Linked DNA regions of Rattus norvegicus: region 1 is linked to region 2. The links are chromatin contacts, called in public Hi-C maps. All regions are on one chromosome and are shown on one strand. The core of a region is the stretch at or near the end of the contact, and the rest is flanking DNA. Distances in the headings are between cores, read along the strand shown.

The links. A called contact is a pair of places that touch in the nucleus more often than the background predicts.
Region 1: a contact with region 2 is called in a Hi-C map of frontal cortex, with 1.5 times the contacts expected there. The contact joins two enhancer-like sites. A contact is called at or near these places in 2 of 12 Hi-C or Micro-C datasets (Schwann cells and frontal cortex).

The regions. Positions count from the first base shown.
Region 1 is chr3:76,170,676-76,174,568 of GRCr8, forward strand. It overlaps a transcript of Mettl8 not described here. Among named protein-coding and RNA genes, the nearest start is that of Rpl15l2, 65 kb to the left of the region's middle. Within about 2 kb of position 2,471, at least 12 of the 93 cell types and tissues checked have an H3K27ac peak or open chromatin away from gene starts, as enhancers often do.
Region 2 is chr3:75,928,354-75,932,240 of GRCr8, forward strand. It overlaps Tlk1 (tousled-like kinase 1), which reads right to left. Exons shown (of 20, transcript NM_001395018.1): 20 at 1-2,380. The coding sequence ends at 2,204. Among named protein-coding and RNA genes, the nearest start is that of Gorasp2, 48 kb to the left of the region's middle. Within about 2 kb of position 1,753, at least 23 of the 93 cell types and tissues checked have an H3K27ac peak or open chromatin away from gene starts, as enhancers often do.

The sequences.
Region 1 (3,893 bases), core at 1,221-3,720, 240 kb after region 2:
CAACGACAACAACAGAAGCCCCATCTCCTAGAAATTCAAAGTGGATATAGTACGTATTAAAATAAATGAGTGCCGCGAAGGAAGAACTGTGAGAACGGAGAGAAGCGATTATCCTTGGAGGCAGAAAATTTCTTCTTGCTCCAGTGCCGCGTGCTATGCAGGCAATTTCAGCCATTTTCTCTCAGGCGATTTTTAGGACTGAGTTCCCAGCGCTGCCCAGGGGTGCTGTGGTCTCGGCTCACCTGCGGGAGCTGCACACCGCGAAAGATGGATGGAGTGGGACCGTTCTGTTAGGCAGGACGGGCCTCTGGAGGGAGACGCGTTACTCCAAGGAGGCAGAAATCAAGAGAAATGAGGCAGCAATTGCAATGATGTTGCTTGTGCTAAGTACAGAACATTAAAAAAGAAGAATTTAAACCGCGCTAATGCAGTCAACTCAACGGCATCTCATCATTAATTTTAGGAACTCACACAGTTTAGAGCAGTTTTCCCCAGTGAAAAGGCCTTAAAAGCCCGAAGGGTGAGTGCACCTCCCATGGTGGTTTTTGAAACAACCATACTTGATATACAAAGATTAACTGAGGAAAAATTAATTTCTATTTTTTTTTTTTCTGCAATGGACTAGGAAGTAGCTCCGAAAAGGGACGTTAGGTTGAGATCATTGCCAAGGAATTTTTGCAAGTAACAAAACGCACATTCTTCCTGGACCTGGTCTCATCAGCCCATGCAGAAGAGATGAGGTCGGTGTTTGTTGGGGGGGCGGGGAGTCTAGGGTCATCTTTAACATCTGAGAACAAAGCTCTTCCCCCACCCCCACCGCTAGGGGGGCAGGCTCCCTGCTCTCCGTAGTAGCTGCTTGCTAGAGAAAATCAAAGTTAAGATACAGAACACAGGCTGGAGAGATGGCTCAGCGGTTAAGAGCGCTGACTCCTCCAGAGGTCCTGAGTTTGAATCCCAGCAACCACTTGGTGGCTCACAACCATCTGTAATGGGATCTGATGCCCTCTTCTGGTTGTCTGAAGATAGCTACAGTGTACTTGTAAATAAATAAATCTTTTTAAAAAAGACACAGAACCCACGGAATACTGAGATGCCAAGTTCACGGCTATCTTCAAGTCTAATACTGATCCCACCCACGCCCTTTCTCTAATGGTCATCTGCCTCTCTGTAGCTCAGTGGCTCTCAACTAAGGCTGCAACCCTTTAGTACAGTTCCTCACGTCTTGGTGACATCCATCCGTAAAATTATTTTCATTAACTGTAATTTTGCTACTGTTACGAATTGTAACCCAAAGACCTGTGTTTTCCGATGGTCTTAGGTGAACCCCGTGAAGAGGTCGATTGACTATTAACTCCGAGGTGGGGTCGTGACCCACAGGTTGAGAATCACTGCTCCTGCTGCTCCTTACGAAAGGTTAAGTGGTTGTGAGGCGGTAGGCAATGGGAACTCAAAAGCTGTTGTTTTAAACTCTTGGCCAAGTACTCGTGCCTGTAGCTTGCCTCTGACAGCTCCAGCGGCTGCTGAGGGTGGGCTGGCTTCGACCATCTGGAGTTTTAATGTGTTCCATCCATCTCATGCCCGTGTGCTTTGCCGGGGCTGGGGTCACTGTGCTCTGAGACCTTTGAGGTGGTGTTCAGGGGAGCTGTGCTCTGCGGCGTCCTGCATCCATCTCGCAGGTGCGCTGCTGCCTTTTCCGGCTGATGCTAGTTTTCCTGCCCCCTAAAGGTTCTAACCCGCGCAACTATTATGGCTTGCTTGTCGCTGCATGTTGCTGATTCATAGTCAAAGGAAAAAGTAATTTTGTCTTCAACACCTCTTCCCTGTCATTTAAGGCATATGTTAATGAATGGCAGATTTTGGCATCTACTCTCCTCTATAGCTCTGAGGCCATAATACAGGCTCATTAAAAACAAACAAACAGGGGCTGGGGATTTAGCTCAGTGGTAGAGCGCTTACCTAGGAAGCGCAAGGCCCTGGGTTCGGTCCCCAGCTCCGAAAAAAAGAACAAAAAAAAAAAAAAAAAAAAAAAACAAAACAAACAAACATCCCTCGAAGATGCACAGGTTCTTTTACTTCTATTTATATCTATAACCACACGCAAGCTGGAGTGCGCCTCTCAAATCCCAGACCATATTCCAAGAAAGGAGCCACATTTCATGTTTGAATTGGCATTAATGTGGCATTCATGTACATACAAGGTTTTAAATAAAGATGTTTCACGCATGCTTTATTTCTGACACCTCCTGACTTCACAGATTTTTAGGTTACAGCACAGCCAAATCCCTCTGAAGATGTTTTCAGGGCCTTTTCCCTTCCTTGAAGCACAGAATTTTCTTTTTAACTTAAAGTGAAGAGTACGCAAGTGACGCATGCTCTGCTAGGAGGGACGCCAAGTACAAGGCTGAGCCTGCGGGAGGTGGGGGTGGGGTCTCGGGGTGGGAGGAGGGGCTTGGGGGTGGGGCACAGCTGAGCAGACTCAGAAAGCAGCAGAGAACTGATTGAGGGCTTTTTGCTTTGTCATTCCTCACAGGTCACCTCCCTTCCTTCCTTTCCATTTTATAACCCAGACAAGTGTGACCTACTTTTTTCACTGAATGACGGGATCTTTGACGAGCAGGATCCTTGAGGGTCCTCTGAGCCAAGCTCCCACCAACTCTGCACCTGATTCAGAGGCTCTCTTCCTCGGCCATCTCTCCCTGCAGCCTGTGAGCTCACAAATGAGGATTTTGGAGTCAGGCAATTCCAGGTCTCCGTTCTGACGCCGCCACTTGATATCTCTAATATCCTGGGCCAGTTACCCAATATTTCAGAGCACCAGTCTCATCTGTTAAATGGCCCCAGTAACAGCTAAATCATAGGCTCTCGGGAACCAAGAGAAGTACCTACTGTATGAGGCTGAATGGGAGAGCAGCTAAGTGTTTGGTTCAGTGGGACCTGGAACCTATTCTTTCCCTGGGAGACTCCTAGGCAACACCATTCCCATAGCATAGTCCTGCTTTTCTCTCAGTGTCTCAAAAACCATTGAAAAAGTACATGTTGAGTGCTGCGTGCACACTGCTTTGTAGGCTGTAGACGCTATTATTAATAATAATACCTCACATATCCAGTGCTTGGAATTTGCTATGTGTTTTCACAAAGGAGGGAAGTACCCTTAACGTGTAGTCTACTGATGTCTAACAGAGGCTCTGAAAGAGGGCTATTAGGGATGCAAATGGGAAGTCCTCTGCTCCCGTTCGGAGCATAATACACATCAGAACCAATTAGGTAACAAAGCTGATCTATTCAGGCTTCAGACCTTCCTGAGCTGGAAAACCACAGAGGTAGGGTGAAGCAGTTCTGGGAGAGGATGAGACGGTGCAGACAGTTCATGTGACTCTGGCTTTTGTCCCCTGGAAGGTAGCTAGCTATTTTCACATACCAATTAGTATGTAGCAATTGATTTACAAGTACTTAATGGTAGAAATCAGGATGTGTTTACAGTTTGGAGACGCTGCATATGGAACTCACACAAGTATGTGAGCAGAAGTCAACGGCAACTGAGAGTTCCAATGCACAACGGGATATGTGTAACAGAAACCCCTAACGAATCTTGAAACCTTCAAGCAGAGCTTCCTGGGAGAATGTTTCCAGGTAGACAGTGCTCTAAAGTGACTTTCAGAATTGGTGAAAATAGAGACCGTACTTTTAATCTGTTTCATTGTTTCCAGTGGGGAACAGGAAGGAACATACCTCTCTCTGTTGGGGAAAATGGACTCTCTGACGGGGGGCTCCTTTGGAAAAGGGATTTTTAAATATCGCCTTCTGCTAACCGTGGTCTGGCTTTGATGTGTGTGTGTGTGGGGGGGTTAGAATTCCACATAGTTATCAGTTATTTCAGGCTAATACCCAAACAG
Region 2 (3,887 bases), core at 503-3,002:
AAACTAGAGAAGGACCTGGTGAGTTTGTTCACATTTAAACTCAAGTAGGGAAAGTGGGTGGCCACAAGGAAAGCCAACCGCATGTCTCCCGCCCCCCGCCCCATCACCACGGCAGCTTCTGCATCCTTTCAACATCCAAGTGTTTACCGAAGTGCCTGTACTTACTGGTTTTGGGGGAGCAGTGTGCTGGGGACTGAACTTCCACGAGCTCAGTGCAGCACTCTCCCCTCCCAATGGACTACAACCCATCGGTACAGCTGCTTTCAAGGATGAGAACTGTGCACTTTACCTGCAGTCAGTGCAGACTCCACAAGACAAGAAAACAACTAATACTCAAAACAGATGGGTGGAAACATGGAAATTATTCAGCAACAAGCACCAGTTCTACACGAAGCTGATACTGGTTCACTGAGCCCAAGCACTAGTAGGCTATTTAAATCTACATTTGGAAAAACTGTGGAAAACATGGGTAAGTTGTTTCTGATACTCTTATTTATATTTTTTTCCAAACACTGCTTTTAAGCCTGAAACACTTCATGCTTGTCTTAAGGACATCTTCATCTGCCTTTATGAAGCTCAGTTAGTAACCTAAACCTTCGGGCTCTTTGAACGTAATCTTCCACATCTTTACATTTTGCTGTCGTTGTTTATTACTGTTTGGCTACATTCTCTATAATTCCAGCAGCTTCTTAAACAGACAGTGTGTCTATGTACAATGAAAACAAACAAACAAAATGGCTTGCAACACCAGCTAAGAGCCACAGTTTAACTGTACATGGTATGGGGCATCTGGCAGGGATAGTCTGTTTTCTGCACCATGGACAACTTACATGTAAGTCTCAGCATTATGAGTGTGACAATAAAAAAAAATCCTTACAAGAATGAAATATAGCATCCCCCAAAAATATTGGTTTCTACCACACAAGGCAGTTAGAAAATGTTCACATTTTAACAAATCTGTACAAACCACAAGAAACATTCTATGGGACTATCATCCCATCTCGATGCTAAGAACTTTCTAGAAATGTAGAATAACCATGAACAATTTATAAATCTAGTTTCTATTGTTCCACAGCTCTAGAACCTAAAAACTGATTTGAAGAACTCAATATGCCCGATGTAGATCATTTACATGCCTTGATTGTTAATGAATGCCTGCTTTTAATATCTCTCTATGATGTACAGTCAACTTGTGCCTTCAAGGTCATTCAAATTTTTATAGCAAAAAAGCAGTATCATTTAGCAGCAATTAAAGCGCCTTCAAGAAGACTTAAAAAAAATACAATATCCAATTAGAAAAGCAGTATTTTTAAACATTTGTACAAGAATAAGCTGCTGAAACTCAGTAATTGTAATCGACATCTGTACAGTAGTTTACAATAGAGCCAGAAGGGGATTCATCATTATCTTGCACACGACTGGCCTGCTTTTGGTTACACACTGTCTCCTGTTTTAATGAACGAGGCCTAGAAACAAAAGAAAAATGCCTGTTAATTCTAAAACACTGAAAGCCCTGGAAATACTATGATTTAGTAACTTCAACTGATTTGAAATAGGCAGCTCTTTGTGTTAAAAGTATAAAGTATCCAGAAATGACAGCTCGCCTTTAACAAAACCAGTTAAGAGGGGTTGGGGGTAGGGTGGTGGACCACTGACATGTGATTTCGAGGTACAACTTGGTAAAAGCCAGAATCGGCAAATGACAAAGTCCACAACTGTCCAAAGACCCCAGCTCTCACGTTCTGCTGCAAACACAGCGGCTGCCACTCGGCTCTTGCTTTGGTTTCTGTAGATCAGCTGCCGAGTGCTGACGCTGTACCAGGCACTGTAGCTCCCGTGTCACAAATGTCCCATCATTTTTCCATGTGTTCTTAAATAATGAAAAACTACCCTTCTTATTAGAACTCTCTGGTAACAATCAAATATATTTAAGCATTATAAACGTTATTTACAGAGTCCCCTTGTTCTACTGTAACATGGTGTTCCTGTTTTGTGCTGCTCCAGGGCAGTGAGGAGTGTGTACTTAGTCACTGTCCATGATCCACTCTCACACAAAGGACTCCATGGAGAGCTTTAGTTCACAAACACTTCTTAACCATGTCCCATGTTAAAAAAAAAAATCACAAACACTCAAATGCACTCAAATTCAAGTATGCATCTGGAAGCCAATCAAAGAGAAGAGATCATGCCCATCTTGGAGGAGTCAGTAAGTAATTATGCTTGAAGAAGGAGGCGTGGGAGTTGCTGTCAGCCCAGACATATGTAGGTTGCCTGAAGAATTTGATCTTCTCATGTGTGGCAGAAGGTATGGGTCATTTGCCAGCTGGTGCACATCAAATCGATCTTCTTTTCGGTAAGCCAAACAGCGTCTTATGAAGGCCTTCGAAAGAGAGACAGCAACACGAATGATCTTCTACCTTCTAAATACCAACCCACCAACTCCAGAAGCAAGGGCACAGTTAAGACTATAAGCAGACCAACTTTTATAGAAGTGCACATCTTCAGAACTTCTGGGGTAACTGACATTCTGACTCCAGTTAAACCCTCCAGCAGCACCCTTGACACATAGCCTCACTGCTTTCCTTGGCTGCAAAGTTTTATTTCTACTTAAAAAATTCTTTATTTTCAATTTATTTTTATTTCATGTGCATTGGTATTTTGTCTGCAAGTCTGTCTGCGTAAGGGTGTTGGATCCACTGGAACTGGAGTGACAGTTGTGAGCTGCCACATGGGTGCTGGGAGTTGGACCCAAGCCCTCTGGAAGAATAATAATCACATTGTTATCAATTTTGTTTGGCTAAATTGTAAGAAGCCATTTTAGCCTTACTTTCTTCCTGGTATTCAGCATGACTGTCTTTAGATGAAGATCATGTTGGCACAGAAGTGCCATTAGGGTTTTTGTTTCCTAGGTCAACTCTGTTTCTTTAGATTTTGGTTTTGGTTCTTTTTCTCTTTTAAAGCAAGTCTACAAAGTGAGTTCTAGGCCAGCCAGGACTACATAGTAAGATCTTGTTTCAAAACCAACAAACAACAAAACCCCCAAAAACAACCCTGACCCTAAACCAAAAACCTTTATGTTAAAGAAATATATAAATTATATAATATATGTACATTGTTAATTTATTGCTAAATTATTATAACCATCAAGAACTATGCCTCACATCTGAATTACTAGCCCTTTGGAGCCTGAAGCAGGAGGGTTACTGTGAGGGAGACAGCCTATGTTAAATATTCAAGGCTACCTTGGACTAGAGTGAGTCCCTGTCTTAAAAAACAAAACAAAATCATTCATGGTGACACACACCCTTACTCCCAGCACTCAGGGGACAGAAGTAGACAGTTTGAAGCCAGTCTGTTCTTCAAAGAGAAACCTTGCCTTGAAAAAAATCAAATAAAACCAAAATAAAAAAAAAAAAGAAATAAAACTAGAAACAAAAATAAAAGAAACAAAAACAAAAAACCAAACTAAAAAACACAATACAAAACCAATCCAATAAAGATTTACGGGTAATTTCTAATAAATGAGAGCTCACAAAGCCAGCATTCTTTGATCATAAAGGCAGCTCTGACTGCAAACCCCTTTCAGTCACTGTAGTTATTATTACTGTAGTTGTTATTGTTACCCTAACTATCTGAGACAGAACCTCACTATGTAGGCCGGACTGGAACTTGCAATGTAGATCACGCTGGTCTCAAATTCATAGAGATCTATCTGCCTCTGCCTCAGCTTCTTAAATATTGGATTAAAGGTCAATTTTTCTTATGGCCTAGAGTACTTACATAAGAAAATATAGCAATTCTGTGGTTTTGTCTTACGGATGGATTTGATGTTATTTATCATAGGATTCCTAACAGGTATAAGAAAATAATCTCTGCGGGTGTGTACA